3 separate regions of the Gossypium hirsutum genome follow, and all the other regions are linked to region 2. The links are chromatin contacts, called in public Hi-C maps. All regions are on one chromosome and are shown on one strand. Each heading gives the region's core, a stretch centred on a gene start, on an enhancer-like site or on the middle of the called end of the contact. The rest is flanking DNA. Distances are from core to core; before and after follow the strand shown. Region 1 holds the start of LOC121222397 (protein RADIALIS-like 3). Region 2 holds the start of LOC107914294 (U1 small nuclear ribonucleoprotein 70 kDa). Region 3 holds the start of LOC107916327 (U-box domain-containing protein 5).

Region 1 (4,357 bases), core at 1,261-3,760, 150 kb before region 2:
GCATAGTTATATTAAAAAGCCATCAATCGTCCAATCATTTGATTATAACATCACGTATTTATTCAACATTTATTATGGGCATTATTAGTCAATTTGTGACTATGGTCAAAACTATGTACACCACTTAAATGGGTCAACTAACATTAATATTGCTATTACCTTCGAGATATTTGATTCATGGGTGAATTTCAAATTTTCACTATACCTCAAAATTATATAACCATAAGATTATAGATCATACCCAAGCTATATATATATAAATACCATGTGCACCAATATGATCTCGATTTTCAAATATTTAATTATCAAGTTCACATTTTTACTAGAAGATTTCATACTAAAATAGTGATTTTGTGATCTTAGCTAATGTTTTCCACTATTCTACCTTGACTAGAAATAACCATGCATATTACATACGACTTATTTCATTTCTAGTCAAAACCACTTTTAGTCCAATTTTTGTGACGTAGACTAAAATATGTGCAATCATATAGAAAACTCATTTGTCTTATGATTATTTTTGTTTTTTTAGAATAATGGTTATTTTTTAAAACCAACCAAGATTATTCATATTATATGATAGATCTACAAATTTTCATTTATAGCAATGAATACACTTAACATAATGTCTCATCAATAACATCCAAATGCTGGTTACTTATATCATAATTTGAATAAACAAATAATTTCATATATCAAATTAAATATATATCATGAAAAAGAAAGAATAATTTTATACTAAAAAGTCTCACTCACAAATTGAATAGAATTAATTAAATTTCAATTATCCAAACTTATTGTCTATTTTTTTTTGACAAATAACTTATTGTCTATTTATAATGCACTAATAGGTGCCTAAGTGACTCTTTAAAACAACATCACTTATCAAGTTGTACTTTTTGGATTCAAGAAACCATTCCAATCCAATCTTTTAAAAGTATATATTGGATCTAGTGAAAAACTTTTTGATTTGAGAAGACTCACCCGAATAGTCATAATACTTCTACTAGATAGAAGCCTGTTTAACTAATGTTTAAACAATGACATCACCGTTCAAAAAGTACTACTTTTTCCAATAATAGAGTCTTTCTCAATCGTGCATTTGCATTTTATCCATATTTTTTTCCTTCTTGTATGGTATATAATATATATTACATAATTTTATACCAATAATAATTATGCATGTTAAAATATCATGCATATGATAAATTAAGATTCGATTTTTATCAAATAAATAATCATGAGACAACCATACTTTTGCATAATATAATTAATATCAATATAACTTAACCATTAAAATATAATTCATGCAACGCTAGTAAAATAATAAATTTAACATATCTTTTCTCATAATAAAGATATCTTCTAAATCAAAATTTAATAAGATCATTGACCTCGATCCAACCACATTTGTTGATAGCCATATCATAATATCATACTTATAGAGGCATGTGAATGCGCGGTGAAAAGACACTCCTTTTTTAATTTCTCATAAAATTGCAAAAATAGAACCTTACAATTGTTGGTGCATATATAGGGATAAAAATACACTTATAAGAAATTAATCAAAGGCTTCAAAACGTGTAACTATGCTACTATTTTTAAGGTTCTATTCACCCAACCTATATTTTGGTGTACAAAAGAGTTACTAACAAATAAATCTCGAAGATACAATGAAACCCAATGACTATATACGTTTTACACTAACAAAAATAGTCTATTAAATATTAACCGGAGCATGACATTAATATCAAATTTTATAAAGAATTTTAGAATAATCTTTGGAGAATGGAGAAACTTTTCCTAAGCTTTTTGGTGTACAAAATAAACGAAAATTGAAAATATAACTATCCAATAATGCTTATTAGATTAACTACATCTATTAAAAATTAACTAGATTAATTACATCTATTAAAAATTAACACAACTTTCAATAAATATATATTTAAATAATTATAAATTTTTCATTTTTCATTTGCATTTGCATTTATTACAATACGAGTGACGGAGGGAAGCAAGAAAAGAAAGAGGTCAGTTGTAAAGAAGTGAGACCGATTGCCACTTATCCGAAGGTCAACTGCGTATTAGCTATCTTTACTGGGAAATGGTGGGATAACGAAACTACCCCTATACAGCCTTAGCACAGCAAATAATTCAACAGCTATATCACCATCTTAACATTTTCCTTTATTGGATGAATATGTTGTCTGCATTATTTCTTAGGTGGATTAGTCTAGACACTCGTGGAACAATGCCAATGGGTTGTAAGTTCCTGAAAACTGGGTAGAACCATTAGCAAAGGGTAACCAAGAGTGGAATATTTCTTCACATGCTTGTGAAACAAGAATAGGATAAATAAAAAACAAAACTATGATAAAGTAATTATTGTACTTGCCAAGGAAAACCTTTCACTTTCGTACCAAAGAAAATGGATTAAATTATCCTCAGCTAATTAAGGAGTAGTTAGTTTAACAGATGCATCATTAAGAACACAATACTGGATGAGTTTGCTCCAGCTTATAGTATCTACATCTCTTATATTTCTTTTCACTGACAATAACTAAGAAAGCAAATTCCACTTGCCACTGACCTCATCAAGGAATAACGTACGGTTTGATTTAAAAAAAAAAAAAGCAAGAGATTGCCCTTTGAGATTTATTCTTTTCTTCTTGTTCCTTGTGCTGCTCCGTCTTGTGGTTCACATGGGGACGGGTCACACTATAATCTGTCCTTTTGGAGGATATATTCGCCCAACTGTCTCAACCTCACCTCACTTTTCCTCCTGCTTATAAGGAGCTCCTTTCATAGTATCCCTCCCATACCACTCCCTTAACTTCAAATAAAATCTTCTTTTAAGAGTCCCTTCCATCACCTTGCTTTCACATTCAGGCACCTGCATACTTCTTTTACTTTTTCAGCCCTATAATTCTCTTACTTAAGATTTTCACCAATGGCATCTAATTCTCTCACTTCCTCACGTACCTCTGGCTCCTCCTGGACGGCAAAGCAAAACAAACTGTTCGAGAAGGCTCTGGCTAAATATGACAAAGACACTCCTGACCGCTGGCATAACATTGCCAAGGCTGTGGGTGGAAAGTCAGTTGAGGAAGTCAAGCTGCACTATGAGATCCTAGTCAGGGATCTCAAAGACATTGAGTCTGGCCGCTACCCTTATCCATATCCAACCAACTAAAGCGCTGTGAGTTTACTACTTACTATTCACTACCTATCCACAATCACTATAGATAACCAAGAAGTGAAGGCCACTTTCATATGCATGAATCACATTCCTAAAAATGCAGCTGTCAAGCTTTTTTGTTGATGTAGTTGTGGATTTAAAGAAAACGTGGTTCTTAGATTTATCATACATGCGCATATCCATGACGTCCTTGTCCTTCCAGCTCCACACACCCACAACCCCAAAGTCCTTAAGCATTGAAAACTCTGAAGTACCCAAGTGGGTCCATAAAAGAAAATCCAGAAAAGTAGGGAATCTTCATGTGGCCCCCCCCCCCCGCCATTTCTTTCTGTGGTCTATCACTTAATTTCTGTGGTCTTTTACATTTAATGTTCTTATAGACCTAACTCCTTACAATTACTTAATCCTAATCTCAAATCTTTCGACTCTTTTTGTCTTTTTGGATTTTGGATAACATGCCGATGGTACTTTTGTCATTTCCAACATATTTTATCTTAATTATCTGCATTTGTTTTTTTCACAGGAGCAAATCAATAAATTCCGTTTCTAGAGACTAACTTGTCCTTCTCGTCTTTCAGGTTAGCTGAAGAATCAAAGACTATGAATATATATATGCATCTAGAGACCTCAGTTGCTGAGAGACTAGCCTAGTTCCCCACCTAAAACAATCCATACAAAACTAATTATCCCATTGGTGTAATACTAAATGCTGTTACTACTATTTACCTTTTTTTTTTCTTGGTTATTATCATCTATTTGTATTTTCCTTTGGCCTTTATCTAACTAAAGTAAATGCTATATTTTGGTAACAGATTTCAAATTTCATTTGCTATATAACTTCTTTGGTTCAAAGGACAGCTTCTGGTTACGAGTTAGAAAAATAAGCAGGAAATAATCGAAAGACTAATTACAAAATTACAAAGAAATCTGGTTTGGTCATCATTGAAGAGAGACGAACCTGATGAGTTTCTAGAAAAAGAAAATCCAATCAAGAACCCCGTACATCTTGAACATCAACTTGATAAAGTACCACAACTAAATGCTTACTTCAAACGATATAACAACAATTTTAAAGTATTTGCATATTAGAAATATAGCCCTGCCTTCTCTTATTAATCATATTATATTATATTTAAGGATTTATTTACTATTTGGTCT
Region 2 (4,474 bases), core at 921-3,420:
ATCTTGAAATTATTGGTCGTGATAGCTGACCTTGTTATACTCTTTTGAACCATATCCAAATTCGGTAGCACATATTCCCTTAGAGTCCTCTTGTTATGCGTCATGTTTATATTTGAAGGTAGTTGTGGTGGTGGTGGTGGATCTTCTAGATTGTTATTGTTAACCTTGTCGAATAGTGAATTCCTACGTGGTGGTAAATTACCTTCAGCAGGTAGTGGATTTTGTATTGGCTGTTATTGTTGTTGTCGACGATTCCTTCGGATTATTCTTTCTGGATATATGACTGGCTCTATAGGTGTTCCCCTACTACAGTCATACACTAAACCCAAAAAGACAATATTAGTAGAAAATAAGAAAATAAAATCATAGTTATAACCTAAAAATTTCTTAATTATTCTATTAATATGAAAAAATTAAAATCAATATAGTGACATTGCCTCCCTAGCAACGGCGCCAACAAATTGACCACCTCCGAACGTACCAACGTCCAAGCTTCTTGCACAAAAGATATAAAAGACGGTATCCACAAGTATACGAGTCAGGTTGTAATATAGTTATAACAGAACAGGTGAGTATTCTAAGGATTATACCCAATGGAGGCGAGCACTAAACTAATTCTAATCTAAACATAAATAGATCTAATTAGTACTTTAATTGGATTATATTACGATAAATAAAAAGAAGGTTTTGGTGATCTATACTAATAACAATAATAAAAGAAAGCAAATAAATAAATAAAACACAAGAGATCAAAGAGCAAAATATATCAAATATGGTTATGGGTTATTAGCTCGTTTCTGTAATTATAACCAACTATCGCTTTCGAGTTTTCTTGTTCAATCAATTAGTCAATACCCCAGCAGGATCTTCCGATCTTCTACTGACATATTGAGTTGGCAAGAACTACTTATCTCTTGACCTCAAAGTCCAAACCGGTTCAAGGTTAAAGTGTTCATGGTAAGCTATACCAAATTTTAGTTAATTCCTACCTTAATGACTTCCTATGGTTGCCAAGCCTAGGGTTTAGTTTCTTCCTCTCCTGAACAGTTGATCCACTTAGAAACCCCTAAAAACAGTTAATTAATCATACCTCCACTCGCTAATTCCCACAGGAGGATTAGCTCCTCATGGATCTAATAAACAATATAAACTTGATAGAATGAATAAACATAAAGAACAATTCAAGCGAAAACTAGTTTAATCTGCCGCACCGAATTACAACAGATCAGTAGTCTCTCGAATCGTACCGGCTCGCAAACCAAGGTGTGACAAAATTACTCACTGAGATAGGTTCCATAAGCGTAAAGAAATCGAATTACATAAATATATCATTTGTGTTATTTGCTTTTTTGTTTGCACAATTTTCGCAGCGCCGAACTGTAATAATCATTATAGTCTAGTACTTCCGCTGCAGTTTTCATCTTAAGCAAACAAACAACTTAAGGTAGCAACAAAAATCATTTCTTTAAATATGTAAAATTGAATCAAAATTAAAGCTTTATATATACATAAATTCAAGTTTCATGTGTATAATTGCACCAAATCGAAATTCATGTATCAAATTACAAATTAGACCAAAGTTCATATATACATATTTAATATTTATCCCTTGTATTAAGCATGATAAAGTAAGTCTTTATGTAGAACAAAAAAAATAGAGTAGGTCATATAGAATTTTAGGTAAAAATATGCTTTAAGTTCCTACACTCTTCATAATTTGTAATCCAATTCCCTAGTTTTATTTACAAGAATTTATATTTATACTTTTCAAATTTCAAAATTCAAGTTTAATTATTAGCGTTGTTAATAGTTTTTTTAATTAAATTCGTTAGTGTGACATTTTGAAACTAAAAAAATTACTTATTTAGTAGTTATGTAATAAAAAATACATTTTATGATGATGAATAATTTTAATTGTATTAATAATTTTAATTTTAAAAAATAAAAGTATTAAAATCCTTGCAATTCAGAAATAAGGAAACTAAATAGTAACAAGAATTCAACTATTAGATAATTAATCTAAGTATCTAAAACTAATATAAATAACTTAATTTAAAATTTAAAAAAGTTACCACCTTACCGTCATTAAGCTGACCCGACCCGACCCGACCCGACCCGACCCTATGTAAGAGCTATTTAATAGATGTTTCTTTACCATTTTCTTTCATAATTAATCCCTCGATTTGTTTGGGAAAAGAAAAAAGACCCTAGCTAAGCCTCCTGTGATCCTTCTTCAACATGGGAGATTACAACGATGCCTTCATGCGCAACCAAAACGCCGCCGCCGCCGTTCAGGCTCGCGTTAAACCCCCTCAGAATCGCGCCAATATTCAGCAGCTCAAGCTGGTTCGTTGTTTTAGGGTTCTTTTTTGGTTTGAAGAGTGTGATAAGATTACTTTTAATGTCGACTCGTTAGATTAAGATTATTGTATATTCTTATTTTCTGTTCACTACTTTCTATTTTCAAAGCTTTTGGTGAATTTAGTTTTCTTTTTTTGTTCTTCTAAATGAAGATTTGCTGGGATTTTTGGAAAATTAGATGCGACTAAAAAAATATATGGTGATTTTGATTTGTTTTTGGGTAAAAGATGGTAAAATACAAATTTGTTTACTTTGCAGATTGGCCAAAGCCATCCTACTGGTTTAACAGCTAACCTTTTGAAGCTCTTTGAACCACGACCTCCGTTGGAGTTTAAACCGCCTCCTGAGAAGAGAAAATGTCCTCCGTATACAGGTCTTTTTCGTGCATTTGGAGTTTTAATTTAAATTTGACATTTACTGACTTGTTTTGCTTCGTTTGTCTTTGTTAGGAATGGCACAATTTGTGAGTCACTTTGCTGAGCCAGGAGATCCTGAGTATTCCCCGCCTGTTCAGGAAGCAGAAACACCTGTAGGATACTTGTTCTTAAGGAGAAGTTGCTGTGTTTTTGTTTCTGTGAAATGCTTTGCATGATTAATTTGTTTTGATGGTGTTATGTTTTCTTTTGTGCTTTTATCAAATTTGGAATTATTTTTGTGTAGTATGATGTCATTGAGATTTGAGATGTTTATGGCACGGCCCCTATACTGAGATCACTCAGTTAATTTTCTCCTGTTTGCAACTAAACCGCCCATATGGTGAGAACACTGTAGTTATGTTTCTCATGTTTTTGTGTGTTCCATGCGTTGTTTAAACGATGACCTTAGTTGGGCTGTGCACTATTCAGTGAAAACGGAATTAGCTTACCTACACCTAAACCAATTTAGTTATTCAGTTGGTTATCAGTAATGATTTTAAGATGTTTTTGGTTATTGATTAATTCAATATGTCGTTGAACAATAACTGAATTACTCAAATTACCCAAAATATATGACATTATATTTTAATCTTTGTCAGATGTTCACTTATTTTTGGCATTTTAAGTTTTTTTTTTTTTGGATGATTATACTTATTTGAATTATGAAAAATTAGGATTTTAAGGTGCATTACTTAACTGGCCGAGTTATGAAATATTTTGGCTGGTCAAAGTCTATTTTCTTAATAATTTGGTTTGGTTAACTGAAATAAAAAAAAAATGTAAATTTAGTTGATCTAATTCGGTTATAGTTTACACAAATTAACCTAATGAACATCCCTAGACTTTGTACACTATAAGCTGGTAAAATTTTGGTGACTGTGTTGTGAAAAGAAAATGCGCACTATGTTATGGCTTTGGTGTTATATGTTAATTTGGCCACCTACTTTACTTTTACGGAAGGAAAAGGTTAACTTATATGTACCCTTTTGTTTTTTGATTTTTTTTTTTGGGGGATCTAGGCACAACGGAGAGCAAGAATTCATAAGTTGCGACTAGAGAAGGGCTTGGAGAAGGCTGCTGAGGAGCTGAAAAACTGTGAAGTCTCATTTCTTTATGTTGCTTATTAGTGACTGGCGAATTTGTTTAATGCATGTATTATGATTTGTATCTTGATTTTTGATCATTGTTTTTGTTTGTCTTTAATGCAGATGATCCAAATAATGACCCAAACGTTTCAGGTGATCCATACAAGACACTGTTTGTTGCTAGACTTGTAAGTGAATTTGCGTAATTTTGTATCTTATTTCATCTTTTAATTATTCCTGCTGAAGTTAGTTACTAGCTTGTATTATTTGTTGCAGAATTATGAGACATCCGAGAGTAGAATTAAAAGGGAGTTTGAGTCTTATGGACCGATTAAGCGGGTAGGTATTTTGAGCACCCTCATGCGGGTTTGGTAAGAGGTTATGCAGCTGTTTATCCTCTCTGTTTCCTTAACAAAATATTTAAGTTTGTTCGATCTAAATTTCTAGTTTTAAAGTTTGCCGTGTCCAGTATTTTCTAAACAAGCTAAATTCTTTTCGTGTAAAAACTGAGGCTTCTGACATATATACATATGTACTAAAGCTTACTAAAAAAAATTCTTAACATGTTTGTATAAACTTGGTAAGCTGTAATTCATCACTGTCACAAGATTC
Region 3 (4,393 bases), core at 924-3,423, 210 kb before region 2:
CTTTGGTTGGTCACAGTCACTGACTTTCTCCAGCAACTTCTTTATAGATCTTTTCTCTATCAAGATAGCTTTCGGAGACGTAATATGAAGTCGTGATGCTGCAGATTGAAGAGCTTTCATTTCGGCGTATTCCATTGAATCAGATGCCGCAGCACCTCGATGGAGTAATTCGCGCACAACTTTCCCGGCCTCTTCATCAAATTTATCAGGGACAAAATTTGCAGCTCGCAGATCATCGACAATTTGACATATCTGCAATAACATTTCAACATAAGCTTGTAGAAAATAAGTTATGATTTTATCAAGAACAAGCTATTGAAAAGCACATGGGATTTTACGAACCTCAGCAACCAGCGTAACTGGAACCATACTCTGAATTTGGCATAAACCTTGTTCCAACAAATTCTTTATTTTTTGAAATCTTGCAACCATGGAATCAGTGGTTATAGCCTGAAAAGTAAATCAAATGAGTGAGACAAAATAGATGAAAAGGAAAAAAAGGATCATAAACACACAATCATTGCAATAATCACAAAAATATGTGATTAATTACAAAAAAAAAAGGGGCACCAGATAAAGTTTGCTGGATTCACTGCAGTACTGAAGAAGTAACTTTGCTCTCTCAATTGCACTGTTCAATGAGCAGAGTGCCTTTATTCCCAAGGAGCATCTTGGTCGAGCAGCTTCAATTTCTGGAAATATATTCATAATCCTTTCAACAAACTTCGTAAGTTCTGTGCACATCAAGCAATGCACCTACAATCATTCAGCGGTGCCGCAGTAGTAAGCATATCAGACACCTTAAAGCAGTGAATGTTATGATCCTTTATATGAAAACTGATCGACAAAATTTACCATTTTACCTGAAAGGAACAAGGATACGATGGAGCCTCCACTGCTTCAGTCCCCATTCAACAGATGGTAACCTGATTAAAGAAACAGAAATTAAGTCAAGCAGGTCAATTAAGATAAAGAAACAGCAAAACAGCACGGGTTTACGTAGAAACTTATCACAATGATATAAATGGTTAGAAACGATTTACCAGAGGTCAATTAAGATAAAAAAGAACAATTAAGGGATGAAAAGGGTTTTTTTTTATAGTGGCATCACCGTGAAACTTGCAGTCCAAGACGAAAGATATGCAAAACATATCGACCAGACTTTTCTATGTACCCCACCCACCACCAAAAAGAAAAAGATTATGCATAATTAGACTTAATTTTAAGTATGCTTTTGAATTTTCTTTCATAAAGATGTAGGATTTTTTTTTGTTCTTTTTTATATTAATTTTGAACTTGATCATGATACGGGAAGTGGGAAACCAGGTTAGGAGGGAAGGGGAAGAGAAAACTCACCTTAGTGCAAGTGGAAGCCAGAGCAATGATAAAGAGATGTTGCTTGTTTTTCCTGTATGTGTATTTGTGAAGCTATAGACCAACACCAAATATAGAGAACTTGAACCACCGGTGCCAAAGGCTAGGTTTTTGTAAAGCAAAATAACCACAACCAAATACTTGGCGACTCAGATAAGTAAGCACTTTAGAGAATATATCATTTAGCCACCAGGAAAAAAAAAGGGGAAGAAGAAGAAGAAGAAGAAGAAGAAGAAGAAAACAGAGACTCTCACTAGCAGAAAGTGTGTAGAATTCAAGGCATCAAAAGTAGTTGTCTTGCAGCTCTTCCATAGATAAGCAAGGTGAAAAGGAAACAATAGTTCAGAAGAAGCTTTAAAGATGACCAAATGGATTGCATGATCTTCTTGATCACCAAAAAAGAAAAAGAAGCCACTTTTTTTTGCTCTTGATGACAACCCCAACACTCAAAAAACCATGTTTACCACCATGGATGAAAACAGTGGTTAAAAAAAAAAAGAGTAAGAGATTCCAAAAAATGAAAACAGAAAATTCCTCCAATAAACAAGCAAGAGAAATGAGTGACAATTAGAACTTGTAGGGAACTAAGAAAACCAAAAACCAGAGATGGAAAATAAGAAAATCTTTACATCAGGAAAGCAAAAGTTGCCAATAAAGAAGCTGTTGATTTCGTTTCCTTTGGATAATGAAAGTCTTTGCGAATAAGAAATGGTTAGAGACGAAAAAAAAGGAAAGTTTCTTCTTTTTATTTTAGATTTCAAAAAAAAAAAAAAAGTATCAGGTTGTTCTTGGTCGGCTTTAAGCCAATGACATGTTAAGACAGTGATGCTCTCTAAGTCTACTCGGATTGTCTCACACGTCTGTGATGTCTGTGATGATCATGATTGGATGATTGATTATTGTGCTAATCCGACAGTCTTGATTTGACCAAGAGTAGCCACTGAGAGAAACCCCAACACGTTTTATTATCCAATTAATTCAAAAAAATTAGATTCCAAGTATGATATTATTGAATTGAAAACAAAAGAGTAGGTACTAAGATTTTAGTTTAATAATAAGGACTTAATTAAACTCAAAAAAATTAATTTGATCATATAAGTAAATCATCCCGCAACGCGGGATCATTTTCCTAATACCCCAACTTAACTACCTTAACGCAGAATCCAAAAATTAAAATAAGATTACATCAACCTAATTAATTAATTTCACTTATCAATTATTTAAAATATAATAATTTTATCTTATCCCCTTTTCCCAAATTTGTTGCCTTCTTATTTTAAACTATATTTTATTTCAATTAATGTTTTTAGAATATGATCTAATTAAATTTCACTTTGAATTCTTGATTTTTAATTAAAATTTACCAATTAATATTAATTTTCATGATTTGAAAATAAAATTTGACAAGAATACTTAACTTTAGTAATTAACAATAAATTAATTTATAAAATATTAAAAGAATTTTTATTTAATAAAAGAAAGATTTGAAAAATAAAAAATATTAAGTTTATTTTATTAGTAAAAGTTTTTATCAATTGTTGATACTATTTTAATTTATTATTTTAATATTTATTTTTGTCAAACGAAATTCAAGATAAAACGAAAACTAAAAGTAGTAAAATTCAAGATAAAATTAAAATATAATCACAAATTTATCTTTAGCTTAAAAGCATAATGATAAATATTAATAAAAATAAAGTACAGTGACAAATTTATATATCAACCCTTTTATTTAGTATAATAAAACAATAAATAATTCAATCAACAATTACATAACAATAAAATTTATGATTTATAATTCGGTTGTTCTTTATTTTATTTTATAATCTTAAAAGGTGAAAAATATAAAAACTAAAAAATTATTGAACCAAATCGAATAAATTCATTAATTTAGTTATTGATATATAAAATTTGAATGAAAGTTTGAGTCTCGTCAAGCATAAATAATTTCCTTAATTTATTATGAATTTATATTTTATTATACATGAGTTCTACTTTAATAATAAATTATATTAAATTGATTTTAATTATAATCTGTATTATTGCAGTACCTAGTTTTAAGAAAATTCAAAGAATGAGGTTAAGGGGTAGATTGTATAGATGCACAAATATAAACTCTAAATTGATATATTAATGATTAATGAGTGGTGTTATACTAGAATATACCCTTGCATAATCAAATCATACTTTTTTTTTATTTTTATGAAACTAATATTATATTTTTTATTAATGTGTGAGACTTTAATTTTTAAAATTATAACAAAACATGTGAAATATGAGATGCAAAAATTTAAAATAATTAAAATATTTGTTAACATCAAAAGTAAAATATACACAACAAAACTCTAATATGTATTAAATTTTATATTTTAACAAAACAAAAAAAGAATTATTTTTGGCTAAAATATCAAATAAACCCTCTTAAAATAATTTTAAAAAATCAATTAAATCCCTTATCGAAAAATGCATTCAATTGATCCATTTGAATAATGATTTGTACTCGATTAAGCCTATTAAATTCATTTTCCCCGTTGAAGCCCTGACAGGTCGTTAAGTGCTAACGTGGCAACTAACATGATTATTGACATGGAAAATGATGATGTGGTAACTAACATGGCAAGTTGACGTGGACAAGTGACAACATGGAAGACTTATTGATTTTTTTATTTTACAAGGATTTAATTATTTTTTTATTTTTTACGAGGGTTTAATTGATTATTTAAGTACAAAAATTTACCAGAATTCTAAAATTTCAAATTTTAAAAAAATATAAATCATAAAAAAATTATTATAAAAATTATACAAAAATTTAAAAGTTATAAGTTTTTTAAGAAAATATAAAAAATTATTAAAATTGTTAAAATATTATAAAAATTAAAAATTACTAGACATTTTGTTTTTTGTCATACACATTAATCCATCCTTATCAACTTTCCTCACATCATCCTTCTTCAACTAAAACATTATCCATCACTAGAGATGTTCATGGATTGGGCTGAGCTTAGGCCTGGTTTAGAAA

Evidence for each region. Hi-C and Micro-C count contacts between places; a contact is called where the count stands out from the background.
Region 1: a contact with region 2 is called in a Hi-C map of leaf, with 1.5 times the contacts expected there. The contact joins the promoter of LOC121222397 here to the promoter of LOC107914294 in region 2. A contact is called at or near these places in 4 of 34 Hi-C or Micro-C datasets (leaf and petal).
Region 3: a contact with region 2 is called in a Hi-C map of leaf, with 2.3 times the contacts expected there. The contact joins the promoter of LOC107916327 here to the promoter of LOC107914294 in region 2. A contact is called at or near these places in 12 of 34 Hi-C or Micro-C datasets (fibers, hypocotyl, leaf and 1 more).

Annotation. Positions count from the first base shown.
Region 1 is chrD10:12,354,365-12,358,721 of Gossypium_hirsutum_v2.1, forward strand. LOC121222397 (protein RADIALIS-like 3) reads left to right here and starts at 2,511. Exons shown (of 2, transcript XM_041103127.1): 1 at 2,511-3,199; 2 at 3,778-4,008. The coding sequence starts at 2,951. The coding sequence ends at 3,193.
Region 2 is chrD10:12,502,573-12,507,046 of Gossypium_hirsutum_v2.1, forward strand. LOC107914294 (U1 small nuclear ribonucleoprotein 70 kDa) reads left to right here and starts at 2,171. Exons shown (of 10, transcript XM_016843164.2): 1 at 2,171-2,346; 2 at 2,620-2,734; 3 at 2,811-2,890; 4 at 3,797-3,872; 5 at 3,986-4,050; 6 at 4,139-4,201. The coding sequence starts at 2,239.
Region 3 is chrD10:12,294,137-12,298,529 of Gossypium_hirsutum_v2.1, forward strand. It overlaps LOC107916327 (U-box domain-containing protein 5), which reads right to left and starts at 2,174. Exons shown (of 6, transcript XM_016845573.2): 1 at 1,357-2,174; 2 at 864-926; 3 at 571-756; 4 at 343-450; 5 at 1-252. The coding sequence starts at 911.